2 separate regions of the Mus musculus genome follow, and region 2 is linked to region 1. A link is a contact called in public promoter capture Hi-C data. All regions are on one chromosome and are shown on one strand. Each heading gives the region's core, a stretch centred on a gene start, on an enhancer-like site or on the middle of the called end of the contact. The rest is flanking DNA. Distances are from core to core; before and after follow the strand shown.

What was found. Capture Hi-C pulls out chosen DNA fragments and counts their contacts.
Region 2: a promoter capture Hi-C map of adipose tissue shows a contact between it and region 1. The contact joins the promoter of Cd101 here to the promoter of Tent5c in region 1. A contact is called at or near these places in 1 of 115 datasets of contacts at active chromatin or transcription factors (pancreatic cancer cells) and 1 of 9 other capture datasets (adipose tissue).

The regions. Positions count from the first base shown.
Region 1 is chr3:100,487,440-100,490,697 of GRCm38.p6, reverse strand. Tent5c (terminal nucleotidyltransferase 5C) reads left to right here and starts at 1,506. Exons shown (of 2, transcript NM_001142952.1): 1 at 1,506-1,604.
Region 2 is chr3:101,028,074-101,031,331 of GRCm38.p6, reverse strand. It overlaps Cd101 (CD101 antigen), which reads left to right and starts at 1,779. Exons shown (of 9, transcript NM_001167906.2): 1 at 1,779-1,879. The coding sequence starts at 1,837.

The sequences.
Region 1 (3,258 bases), core at 257-2,756:
CATGTAAGTTCTCATACTGATGTCTTACACTGTTTTAGTTTTGGGAATTCGCCTCCCCTACCAGAGAAAGCATGTGCATGTGTGAGAACTCTTCATAGCCTAGCAGACACTGCTGGATACGGATACTCACGCTCCACAGAGGTGGAGAGGGCAGAAGAGAGCACCGATTCGGGAAGCCATCTAGGCCCCAGTACCCAGGAGAGGGTCAAACGAAACTCAACAAGTGTTTATTAACGACTGCTTTCTGATTTATTTAGTACCTGGCATGAACTTTTTAGCAAGCAGTGCATGATTAATAGCTATTTCCATAATATTGATCTCACGGTTATCTCGTCCTTCCTCCCATAATACAGATGGGAAATAGTGTTTTTGGAGGATAGGTCAAGACGGTCAGTAAAGCTGGGCGTGGTAGACCACGCCTATAATCCCAGCAGTTGGGAGGTGCACAGAGGTGGATCAGTTAAAGGTGAGCCAAGGCTACTTAGAGGCCTGTCTGGGGTTCAGGAGGCATTGTCTTAAAATAAAGACCAAACCACAATAGCTTCTTGCAAGGCCTTCCGGGTAATTAAGTGGTGAAGGAGAGTTCCACAGCGGAGCCATCAACTATGTGTGTGTGAGTGAGTGAGTGAGTGAGTGAGTGTGTGTGTGTGTGTGTGTGTGAGCCATCAACTATGTGTGTGTGAGTGAGTGAGTGAGTGAGTGTGTGTGTGTGTGTGTGTGTGTGTGTGTGTGTGTGTGTGTGTGTGTGTCCCACACCTGCGAGCAGTAACAAGCAGCAAAGACCAGCGCTGCTCTCTGGAGAGCTGAGCTGCTGTGCTTAAGGCTTTGGCGATAGCTTCCCGGGATCGCCAATTGCACACAGGTGGTCCGCGCGGCCACAGCTGCTTCCTTCCCCCCAGGACCACGACCTCACCTCCAGCCAATTTGTTCGAGGAATCAGAAAGATTTTTCCAGGGCCCACCTAAGAGTTTTCCGACTTCACAAACACCGCGCGAGGCAGGCGTGGGCTTCCACTCCCGGCTCCCGGAAACCAGAGAGCACTGGGGCGAGGAGCGCCTAAAAGTTTGAAAGAAGACGCGCCCGCCAGGGAGCAAGCGGGGTAGAGGGAAGGACAGTCTAGGCAAGGGAAAGCTAAAGAAGACGGCAGAGTGGAGCGGAGAGGACAGAGGAAAATTGTGCCCTCAACCCCAAAGTTAGTTCGCCGCCCACAAAGCACCTCTCTATTGCGCCTGCGCAACGCTGCCTCTTGGTCACCCCGCCCCTTTGCGCCGCCCGAGGTTTACTCGTCTCTCGGCAACCATTGACCCGAGGAGCCAATCAGAGGGCGGCGTTCGTCCGGCCCCCCGCCGTCAGCGCGGGGCGCAAGGATCCCGCGGGGCCCCGGCCGGCGCGCCCCGCCCTGGCTCCCCCGGGAGGCCGGCCGCGGGGCGGGGGCAGGGGCGGGGAGGCGCGGGGGAGTGGTCAGGCCGGTTAAGATCGGAGGGGGCGGCGGCCGGACCGCTCACTCGCCGCAGCTGTCTAGGGGCCGCAGTCTCCGCTCCGCTCCTGCTGGGGGCTGCCCACGCCAACCACCTGCCTCAGTCACCTCCTCTTCCAACGCCCAGGTGAGTCCACACTCCCCTCCTCCGCAGGTGGGAGGATGCTGCTGCGGTCCTCCGGGGCGGGGGGGGCGGGGGGGGCCGCGCTTTCCCGCTTAGGGTCAGTCCCGGCAGAGCCTGGTGGCATGCCCCGGGGATGGAGGAGAGATGCCAGCAGGTGTCAGGACCCGCCTGGCTCCCGCGTCCCTCACGCAAACTTTCCTCTGTGAAGGAGGCAAACTTTTCGGAGACCGTGGCCGGGCTTTGGCAAACTTGGGCGAGTTCCTGCTGCCCCGGCAGCCGGAGTGTAGGGGGCTCTTTCCCTGCACCTAGTCGGTGCTCCGGCTCTGAGCTGCGCCCCTGTGGCGCGCACACCGAGCCCGGAACCCGGGCGATTTTGAACCCCGCGGTTTTGGCGGCGCAGATGAAGACGCAGCGGTCGGGGCTAAAGCCTGGCCGGCGAGGGGAGGGCAGTTTCCTGGGCTCGGTGCCCGGGATGGCGGCTGAGATCCTTCTCCCTTTGGGACTGTGGACACCCAGCGCGGCCAAATGATCGAAGCTGCGCGTCTCTCGGAAACTTCTCGAGAATTCAGCGGCTGTGAAACCTGGTTCCTCCCCTTTGGGGATCGAAAGTCGCTTACTGCGTAGGCTGAAAGCCATGTAGTCAGTCCGTTGACTCTGATAGCGGTGCTGTCGGTGGCTTAGAGGCGCGGCTCCCGGATCGTCCGGGTCAGGGAACTTCTTTAGCGCAGTTTGCGAGGAGGGTGAGAGCCTTCTCCATAGGAAGAAGTTGAGGAACCTGCAGTACCAGCTGGTAGCCTTTACACCTAGCGCGGGCAGGCTGGAGGGCAGGAGACCGCAAAGTCCTGGAGGGCTGGTGAGGAAATGCCTAGTTGGTTTTTCAAGAACGCAAAACTTCCACCAGCATCGATTGTCATCCCTAGGTGGTCTAGGCCTCTTTTCTCTCCTCTCAACCTTTAATGTGGAGAAACCGTTCAGAGCCCGGACCCAAGTCTTAAGCCCCTCCCTCAATTGAGGATAAAGTGCTTACAACGAAAGATTTAATAGACTTACTGATTTTTTAAGAATAGCTGTGTATGTAATAGTTTGAATTATGACGAGTTTGGTGTTCTGGAAATAAAGTTAAGATGGTCAAATCCTCCTAAATTAGGTCCCCAGCTGCCCCGCTACTCTGGGAAGGAGGGTGACGGTGGCCATTGCTGGCTACAACAACTTCCACTGTAATTTGCTTGGCAAGGCAGCGAGGGAGCCAGAAAGCTAGCCAGGCAGCCAAGAGGGTGGTAGGAAGGCTTACCAAGAATTCTATCTTGCTGGAAGTCACCAGAGGTGTGATTGTTTTTCCACATCTTACCCCGCAGTCGAAGGGTGTGGGGTGAGGAGTAACGAAGAGCCACTTTTCTCTCCCAGCTGCTACAGCTGGACCACCAGTGGTCCTGTCCTCTGCTGGCCTTGTTTGTGGGGATGGAGGGCTTAGTATCTTAGTATCCGGATCGGACAGCTGAAACCTTCTCTCTGAAGAGACACTTTGGTTTAAGAAGCTTTTAGATGGAGAGTTCGATGTGTGGAATAATTGTCCCAGGATCTGCACAGGATGTTGCTTACTATAGTTAAAATTGTGGGGGTTGTTGAGCGATCTCTAGACTGTTACTAAAAGAAAGGT
Region 2 (3,258 bases), core at 530-3,029, 540 kb before region 1:
CATGTCCTCTACCTCCTGCAACTGTGGCCATCTCCTAGGGGACCTCCCCTACTTTCCCAGCATGACAGTGTGTCATGTTCTCTCCTGTTCACTTCCATCAGGTCCCACTGTCTTGAACAGAGAGGAGAGACTGCACTTTACCATGAGGCTCTCTGACATTTGGTATCTTGTCTTGCAGAGGTGCCTGCAAGGACCTGATGTTTCATCTCTCCGTCCTGCCATTCTTTTAGATGGCCTAATTCAGGAACTCATCATTGGTGAAACAAACAGCTGCAAAAGCCTGTGACCTTTTCTTTACAGCCTTGACTACCTCCCCCACTTTCCAATAATAATATGAATCCAGTTAATCATATGAAACTTTGTTTCCAGGGGGGGGGGGCATGCTGTGTTTCTGCTAAAACTCCCCTGATAGTTCCTCTGTTCTTCAAAATTAAAGCCAGGCTGGCTTTTACAGCCCACTAAGATCTGTTCCAGACAAGCTCTAGACTCTCTTTCTTCATACCAGCCCCAAGTGTCATCAACAGGAAGAGACAGTCAGCAACCCCTATCTACTAGGCTAGAGTATTTCCCAACTGTGCCTGATGCGCTTCTTTTTTTTTTCCCTCTAGTTGTCTCTTTGGCCCAGTACAATCCATCCTGACCTCCCCTCCTGTGCACCAACTTCTTTCTCTGCCTTTATATGTCCCATAGTATGTAAACACATTGTATTGGTGGTCATCTGATTAAAAAGGCATTTCCTGAGGATAAAGGAAAGGTTATGAATATCTTTGTATATGTGCAAGTTGTACCACAACACCAGACATGGGACGACAAAAAAAAAAAGACTGTATGTATGTATGTATGTATGTATGTATGTATGTATGTATGTATGAATGGGATGGATGGATGGATGGATGGATGGATGGATAGATGGCTGGGGTGGGTGGGTGAATGGATGGATGGATATTTGGGTGGATGGAGTGGGTGGGTGAATGGATGGATGGTGAATGGATGAATGCATGGATAAATGGATGAATGGTAGATGGATAGATGGATGGACAGAACAAGCAAGAATCTGCCTGTTACTGTGCCCTGAAACAGACTAAATTATTCCTAATCTGCCTAGGTCTGTGCTGTACCAGATCGCAGAGTCTGAGGCAGTGTCCTCAGGGATGTGATTTTGTCTTCTAGGTCTCGACCACTCAGTTACCCCGGGTTCAGTGCCAGTAGCTGCATGGAGGCACACTTCTGCTATCCTTGATCTCCAGACCCACCCTGGGAAGATAAACATCAACTCAGAGTCTGCTGGTGGTGATGATGGGAGGTGATAGCCATTGAACACTACTGTGGACCAAATACTGTTCTAAGTGCTTAAACCAATGACATTTTTTTTTTTGCAATCCTGGGGGTGGTGGTATCACACAGCTGATAACAGACTACACCCCACACTTCAGACAGCCTGCCTCTGGGACCTCCCATTTTTATACCTCATGGGGCCCCCCGAGTTCATGGATTCCAGGGGCTCCTCTCATGCTTCCTCCCTCAAGAAGGGAGCAGAACATTTCTCGATTTTTTCATTCACTCAGATTTCTGAAATTCCTTCCTCTTTAGGCAGGAGGAGCCCCAGGGTCTCCTTCATCTGTATGGGTTTCCTTCACCGTGAAGATAACTCCTTACTTCATACCCAAGTCTAAGTGACTGTAAATGCAGCCACCTTTGCTTTCTGCAAAGGTCTCTCAGTGGGCTGAAAACCACACCATAGCTTCCTCTTTACCTTTGCTGTGGCAGCACTGAATTTTGTCACTCAGCCTCTGAGCAAGTTCAGTGACGCTGCCCGAAAAAGCTGTGCCGGTCCAGATGGCATGCATCCTGTGTGTGGCATCTCTCTTTCTCTCTCTAAGTAAGTCTTATAACTTTGATGTTTCTACCATACAGGGGCTTGTCATCCAGAGGCTGCTGGGTGAGGGAGCAGGCCAAGTTGGTCTTCACAGGAAAGACTAGGTTATAGATTTCTGACTTTGTGCCAATCTTTTACTTATTGATGACGGTTTTAAGGCTTCCTTATGCATCCTTGTGACTGGGGGCAATGGAAGACTTTGTTATATCCTGGGTACCTATTGTATTTTATTTCAAGCTTGTCTTTGAGCTTTGCATGGCCCTGGCTTTACTTTACCTTCCTGGGCTGAGCATCCCGTGGGAGATGAAGAGGTTTCACTGACACACGAAGAGGCCTCAAGGGTTGCCTGATGTTAGGGTGTAACTAGATGTGTGTGCCTTGTGGATGTGACTTAGGTAGAAGAAAAAGCATTAAGAGTACCGTGTAGTTTAGGTCAAGCTAAAAGAAGGTTCTAGACTTTTTCTGAGAGCTAAAGAGAGAGACAGAGAAGGATCAGAACAATTACTTGGCTCTACTAAAGCCCATATAGGGCCTTTATCTGGCCCAGGGATACTTTTGCATATTTGAAGAGGATGGAAGAAGAAAAACTTGGAGATAAAGGGAAGAAACAGGTGAATTTAGCAGGGAACAAAATAGTTCCTTACCATGTAGAGCAGTTAACAGGCAGGCTGTGTGCCACATACAAAGATCATCTCAGTGTAACTTATAAATGCATATTATAAAATGCATAGGACTATAGTATAAACTGGCCTTATTGAAATAAAGTTATCAAAATATTTTCAGTGCCAATGTGATGGCACCTGTAATCACAGCACTAGTAGAAGCCTAAAGTAGGCCTACCTGAATTTTATAGTGAATAAACAATATTTAAAAATAAATCATAATGTGTTCATTTCCATTCTTATTTATGTGCTATACAACAAGGTCTGGAGGACCATTTTTTAATCACCAAGCTCAGAGAAGTGGTGGGTATGAAGAGAATATTCTAATATGTCTACAAAAATTGCCATATAATATGCAAGTAGCTATGGTTACACGTCTGCATCCATCACTGAAGGGAAATAGGACATTTCCATTGGAGATTAATGAGAATAAAGATTAAAGGGCTTTTTCACCCTGTTTTAAGGACCCTTGAATCCTAACTGTAGGTTGGTTCAAGTTTAAAAGTCTTGGTTCCCAGAAACTGGGTGGAGTTTGTGAAGAGACTGTGGTAGCCGGGATGAGGGAGGAACTGGGCTGAGCTACAATCGGTGTGGCTAAGGCTGTAGCTTTATAAGAAAGATGAAGGGCACGTACCATCCGGCACTAAGGTAGACCAGCAAGCTCTGGTGGAGTTGAACCAGGATCACATCTCAGTGAGCTTATGGGTGAGGATCAGACCT